Regions from separate parts of the Mus musculus genome. Here region 1 is linked to region 2. Evidence: chromatin contacts called from public HiChIP or PLAC-seq data. All regions are on one chromosome and are shown on one strand. The core of a region is the stretch at or near the end of the contact, and the rest is flanking DNA. Distances in the headings are between cores, read along the strand shown.

Evidence for each region. HiChIP or PLAC-seq counts read pairs in DNA pulled down with a chosen protein or histone mark.
Region 1: an H3K27ac HiChIP or PLAC-seq map of large pre-B cells shows a contact between it and region 2, with 4 times the contacts expected there. The contact joins the promoter of Ergic3 here to the promoter of E2f1 in region 2. A contact is called at or near these places in 1 of 39 promoter capture datasets (liver), 1 of 115 datasets of contacts at active chromatin or transcription factors (large pre-B cells) and 1 of 9 other capture datasets (liver).

The regions. Positions count from the first base shown.
Region 1 is chr2:156,006,628-156,010,038 of GRCm38.p6, forward strand. It overlaps Ergic3 (ERGIC and golgi 3), which reads left to right and starts at 1,401. Exons shown (of 13, transcript NM_025516.5): 1 at 1,401-1,601; 2 at 1,738-1,808; 3 at 1,937-2,024; 4 at 2,233-2,352. The coding sequence starts at 1,514. It also overlaps a transcript of 6430550D23Rik not described here.
Region 2 is chr2:154,567,859-154,571,214 of GRCm38.p6, forward strand. E2f1 (E2F transcription factor 1) reads right to left here and starts at 2,034. Exons shown (of 7, transcript NM_007891.5): 1 at 1,631-2,034. The coding sequence starts at 1,876.

The sequences.
Region 1 (3,411 bases), core at 151-2,650, 1.4 Mb after region 2:
AAACAAAAACAAACAAACAAACAAAACAACAACAACAAAACCTCTTTAGGTTGACAGGAAATTGAATTCAACAGCATAAAATAGATTCCTAAAGTGGGATTTATTATCTGAAGCAAGAGTTCTACGTCAAGACCTTTAAGCTCAAGCATGGAGACTGAGCACAGCATGGTTGCTGGCTGCTCTTTCAGGGGACCCTGGTTCAGTTCCCAGCACACATTGGGTGACTCAGAACTGCCCATAAGTCCAGATTTCAGGGATCCAATGCCCCGTACTATCATCTGGTACACATAAACACATGTAGACACACATAAAAATAGTTAATAAATCTTCAAAACAGAAACCTCCCATGAGACGCTAAGAGGCTGAGGCAGGAGTCCAGGTGTTCCTGGTCAGCCAGAGCAGCAGAAAGACACTTTCTTAAAACAAAACTATTGAGCACTTTGTTTTAGTCTTTATAGCGGTATTAAGCTGTCTAGAGCTAATGGGTTACAACAGAAAGCAAATAAGGGTTTGTTTAATCTCCACTCCATAGCCTTGTCCTGGAGGGGTGGAATCAGCGAACGTCTTTATTTTATTTATTGACCCACACTGGGATTAGCACTTGGACGCTGTTTAAGAACCCAGGGTACTCTGAAGTCCAGAACTGGGTTCCACTATTGATCAGTTTAAGCTTGAAAAAAAAAGCAAAGTTAACACCCACTCTCTTTTAAAAATAACTTATAGATTATATTTACTTTTTTGTGAGTGTAGTCAAGGGCACGCCACGGCATTCATATGGAGGTCAGAGGACATTTTGCAAGAATCAGTTTTTTTCCACCATGTGGGTCCTGGGTATAGAACTCAGAATTGGCAGCAAATGCCTTCACCTTGCAAGCCAGTTAATACCCACTTCCCCCTGCAGAGATTCTCATGCCTTAACCGCATTGGAAACACCTTGGAGCCACTTTTGACTTTCTAATGAGGGAACCAATGATTTCCTTGGAACCGATTTCTTTCTTTCTTTTTTCTTTTGTAATTTTTCAAGCCAGGGTTTCTTTGCGTAACATCCCTGGCTGTCTTGGAACTCTCTTTGTAACCCAGGCTGAACTCGAACTCACAGACATCCGCTTGACTCTGTCTTCTGAGTGCTGGGATTAAAGAGTGCGCCCACCCCGGTTTGGAACCAATTCTAATTAACGCTGCGGTGGCTCTGGCGGGGTCAAGTTGGAAGCGCTGTCCTAAGAGATCCAAAGGTCCAAGGAGAGGCACTTACCACAGGTGCTGTCACTCCGCACCCAAGCACCGCCCTCTGTGCTCCCAGCCCGCCCCTCTCGGAGCACTGCCCAATCCGCGCGAGGAGGCGTGACAATGTCCACAAGCTAGACTGCCTTTGAGGAGGCAGGTGAGGGGGTGGAGCCCCACTTACGCACCGCTACGCCTGCGCAAGACAGCGAGGGGCGTGACCCCGGGTCCAGGCCGGAAGCGGGAGGCTGGAGGGGCGGGCCGGCTGGTGTCCCCTTTCCGGCCGGTCCCCATGGAGGCGCTGGGGAAGCTGAAGCAGTTCGATGCCTACCCTAAGACTCTGGAGGACTTCCGGGTCAAGACCTGCGGGGGTGCCACGGGTAGGTCTCGGCGCGGGCAGGGTTGCAAGGAGGGAGCTGTCCTCGCGTTCGGCCCGGGCTCCCGGACCCTCCGTGGCCTGCTAAGGGGCTGAGGGGTGGGATATAGGCCGTTCCAAATCTCGCTCTCGCCCTGCAGTGACCATCGTCAGTGGCCTTCTCATGCTCCTGCTTTTCCTATCGGAGTTGCAGTATTATCTCACTACGGAGGTGAGGGGCGTGGCCTAGAGCGTGGGCGGGGCCTGGCATTCTAAGGGCAGGACCCTTAAAGGTGGGAGAGGGGAGGAGAGGCGAGGAGAGGCATAGGGGCGAATCTGACTGAGGTAGACATGCTCTAGGTGCATCCTGAGCTCTACGTGGACAAGTCTCGGGGGGATAAACTGAAGATCAACATCGATGTTCTTTTCCCGCACATGCCTTGTGCCTGTGAGTACCCGATTGTGAGTGGGGAGTTGGACTCCTGGACGTAGGGTGGGCTTCCAGATTTACACCTCTGGCCTTAGATCCCAGAGTGAATGCCAGGCCATCCTCATTCCCCGAGTCCATTTCTTCCTCAAGATACATCTTTCCCATCAAAGCTCAGCTCTCCGGGTCCCTGGTGTCGTAGCGCCTTAGCTTGCCTCTCTGTTTCCAGACTTGAGCATCGATGCCATGGACGTGGCCGGGGAGCAGCAGCTGGATGTGGAACACAACCTGTTCAAGAAACGACTAGACAAGGATGGCGTCCCCGTGAGCTCAGAGGCTGAACGGCACGGTAACCAGGGGAGGGGGACAGGTCTCCGATCCTACAGCTGGACATGCCTGCCTTCCACACATGGGCCGTTGCAGGCTCAGTGACACCGTAGACAGAAGTCAGCTGGCTTGCTTAGGGTTCTACAACTATTAAAAATCAAGAGTCAGTTGAATCCATGCTTCTGGTATTGGAACATTGAGTAGAATACCTTAGGGGCTGGAGAGAGGGCCCAGTGGTTAAGAGCAAGACACTTTGCTCGGTTATCGTTTCTCAAGCTTGAACATGGGTCTTCCTTAGGTAAAGGAAGTTTGCTTGTCCACCTCATTGGCTAGAGTACTGTCCCCCGTTGCAGTGCGAGTATCCTAAGATTAAGAGCTTAAATTCTCGAGTAGAGTTGCCTGGGTTCGGATCTAGCATTGTCTTGCAGTTTGTGAGCATGATGCAGGGCTGGATGCAATACAGATGGGTCTCAGCTTACAACACTCTGACTTGGAGATGGTTTGAAAGCACGCCTGTACAACCATTCAGGTCTTCACTTTGCGTAGAGGACTCAGTCATTGGAGGTACTCGGTGCTTTGTTAGGAACTAGTCTTCATGTCAGATGGTTTGCCCAGCTGTTGGCTGGGTAAGTATTCTGAGAATGTTTAAGGCAGTATCAGTTAAGCTATAATGTTCTGTGTCTTAGATGTATTAAGTGCATTCTAAAATATGACATTTTACCATGGGAAACCTCATCCTGAGTTGGGGGAATCAGTAATATATAATCAGTACACAACCCATAAGTAATCTTTTTTTAAAGATTTTATTTATTGTTTTTTTGTTTGTTTGTTTGTTTGTTTGTTTGTATTTTCGAGACAGGGTTTTTCTGTGTAGCCCTGGCTGTCCTAGAACTCACTCTGTAGACCAGGCTGTTCTTGAAGGTTTTATTTATTGTTAAGTACACACTGTAGCTGTCTTCAGACACACCAGAAGAGGGCATCAGACCTCATTACAGATGGTTGTGAGCCACCATGTGGTTGCTGGGATTTGAACTCAGGACCTTTGGAAGAGCAGTTGGTGCTCTTAACCACTGAGCCATAT
Region 2 (3,356 bases), core at 784-3,283:
CAGCAAGTATTCACTGGGTGCAAGCCAAGCCTGTAGCTTATTTCAAGGACTGCCCCCCCAAAATTCCAGAGCAAAGTTGGTAGAGGCCAAAATCCAGATTTGCATTCCTGGCCTTTGGCTCCGGGATGGTGTCAACCTCTCCCACAGAAAATGTTTGCTGGTCCTTAAGTACTATGGGGGCAGGGGTTCCCTAACTACCTCTGCACCTAGGGCACAAAGGGACTCACTAACTCAACTAGAGCGAATGGAATGTTTGGTTACATGTAGAATACCTGCCCAGGGCCCAAGCTCCTCCCTACAGGTACAGGCCCCTGGAGTTAATGCAAGGCAAGCCGGCTGACCCACCAAATACTGGCCGTCCTCGCTGGGAGGAAAGGCCTTTAACAGCCAGGAAATCCCGCTCAGTCACTGAATGCTTAAGAAGTTCTATCAGTTGTGGGCCTCAGCCTCATCTATGAAAGGATGACAAAGTGTACGGCTGCCCACAAGGTTAAGTGAGTAAAGTGCTTAGCACAGAGCCTGGCACACAAAACATCCTCAAAACAATGGTGGTTGCTATTGTTATTATTATTAGCATCTTGGTGATTCCGGAAGGAAGGCAGCACTGGGCGCTGTGCCAAGGGGAGTAAGGGGCCTACTCTAAGATGCCTCAGGGACCAGCTGCCACCCACACCCCCATCAGGAGTTGAACAGCTTCTTCTCTGATACTGGGCCTTGCCCTCGCCCCTCCTGTCCACTCCACCCCTACAATGAAGATAGTGGCCCACTCACGGAGCTGGCCCCTGCTTAGATCCAAGTTCCACTCTCCTCGTACCCAGCTGCCTTTTCTAGGCCCCCTGCCTAAAGTGGTCTTGAGCTACTTGCTTAGAATCAGGAAGAGACTTTTATCCAGGGATCTCCCTCCCACGTCTTCTCTCTCCAGGAACTGGAGGCCCCTTCTCAGGGGCCCAGCCCACCCAGTCTTCCAGAGGCTCAGAGGTCTGTCCGCCTGATTAATAAAGTTCCATGGCAACCAGGAGCTGGAAGGGTGGCAGATGGAAGAACAGGCAAAGGAAGGGTTGCAGCAGCTGGCCCAGCACCCCGCCCCTGCAGAGAAGGCCTCCCAATCAAGAGGCCTATCCCCAGAGGCCTGGAAGGCCAGGCCTGCACCTGGCAGAGCTACTAAGGAGGATCTCCCGAAGATGTCTCTAACAGTCACCCTCTCTCACCTCCAACAAGCAACTGTGCGCACTCCCTAGCCATAGGTTCTGCAGCAAGCCAGCAGACATCAGTTCAAATATCAGCCCCACCATCTGCAGCTGCGTGAAGCACTTCCCCATCTCTGGGCCTCAGTTCCTCCCTCTGGCAGATGGGCACGTGACAACACCCAGCTCACACCAGAATTGGGAATTTGGTGCCAAAGCCTGAGCGTGCACTAAGCAAGCACCAGCTGGATACACGTGAGACACAATCATTAATGGTTCCGACGCTCCGGTGAAGACGCCGAGGCCCGGAGCGAGGCTCAGCAAACAGACAGGCAAGGCAGTCAGTCAATGCGCGCCCCGGGGCGGAGCCCCGAGGCCCAGCCCAGGCTCCGCGCCGCCCAGCGCAGCAGCCCGTCCCCTCCCCCGCCCGCGCCTAGGGTCCGTACCGGCGGGCGGCCGAGAGCCGGGCGCGGTGCACTAGGCGCGGGTCGGGGCGCCTGCGGCGTGGCGAAGAGCAGCACGTCAGAATCGCGAGGGCCAGTGGGCGGCGCGGCGGGGAGCTGCGGGGCGCCGACATCGGGCGCGGTGGAGATGATGACGATCTGCGAGGAGTCGAGCAGCCGCAACGCGCCCGCCCCGAGCAGGGCCTCCAGCGCTGGCGCGTGCTGGCCGCCCGCGGGGGCTACGGCCATGGCGCTCACGGCCCGCGTGGCCCGGGAGGCAGGCGGCGGCGGCGGCGCGGGCCCATGACTGGCAGGCCGCGGCGAGGGCTCGATCCCGCTCCGCCCCGGCCGCCGCTGCCTGCAAAGTCCGGGCCACTTTTACGCGCCAAATCCTTTTTGCCGCGAAAGAGCCACGCGCCGCCGAACGCCTCCTCCATTGGCCGGGGCGGCTGTGACGACGGAGGCTCCGATGGCGAGCATTGGTTGCGGCGTGCGGGGCAGGAGACGGAGGGTGGGACCAGGGGCGGGGTGGCCAATCCCGGGGCGGGGCGCGCGCAGGCTTTGTCCGGGCGGTGCCGGGCGCCTTCTCCCCTCTGCCTCTCGCCGTGCCCTGCAGGAGGCGTGGGCAATGGGCCCCGCCCCTTCACCGCCCACTCGATGGGTGGCGGGTCTGGCGAAGCGAACAAACTTCGTACTCGGTTCTGCACGTCCCGCAGTCTCCACATGACCCCCTAAACTCTCAACCTGTGGTCTCCACCCCCTCAGTTTACAGCCCAGAGACTGCCTCTTCAGGCTCACCTCCAAAGCTCGCTTCAGCCACATCTCCGGTCTTAAGATCCATTTATTCCATTAGTTCACATCATGCTTTCTTCCCTATCCTGTCACCCAGAAGCCAAGCCCAAGAGGGGAGCCAGGAAATGAGTAAGGGATGTGTGGCTTTGATCTCAGTGTCTTTTTACTGAAATTTCTTTCGTAGCCAGAGCCCAGTTAGCGTTCATTCATTTGGTCACTCCACAATGGCGCCTGCCTTTAATCCCAGCACTTGGGAGGCAGAGGCAGGCGGATCTTCCCAGTTCAGGTCATCCAGAACTACACAGTGAGACCCTGATCTCAAAAAAAAAAAAACGCCTGAGAGCGTTCACTGTCCCATCCTCAGTCCAGACCTTGACTCATGACTTAGTGAAAAGGAAAAAAAGGAAACACAGAAGCAGCAGATGTTTGCAATGTGAAGAGATTGGTCCATTAAAGTATCTCCTCTCATAGGGAGGTGCAGGGGCGAGGAGGGTGCGTATGGTGGTGCCTTTAATCCAGAGGTCCTCCATCAGCATTTCTGATTGCTGGGGTCAGCCCGTCTGATCAGCATTGTGGTCCTCTCTACTAGGCATCTTGCCAATACTGGGAATAGAAACATGAAAGGTTTAACAAGACCCACAAACTTCCTGTCCTTGGGGGTGGGGGAGATGACCACAAGAAGAGAGTAAGTAGCTGACAATATTCAAGTCCCCAGGTCCAGTGTAAGCTACAGGGAGCTCTCAAGCCGGGTTACTTTCTCCATGCTTCATGCTACTTAATCTTGGCCCCAACTCTGACCACATTACTCTGAGCTGGCTTAGCAGGGGCTGCTTCTCAGGCCCTTTCTGGGTATGAGAGAATTGGAGGCTGAGGGCAGAGGTGAGCAAGGACGCAATAAGGGGGCTGTGATGTTCCAGGGCCCAGAAACACCAAGGCA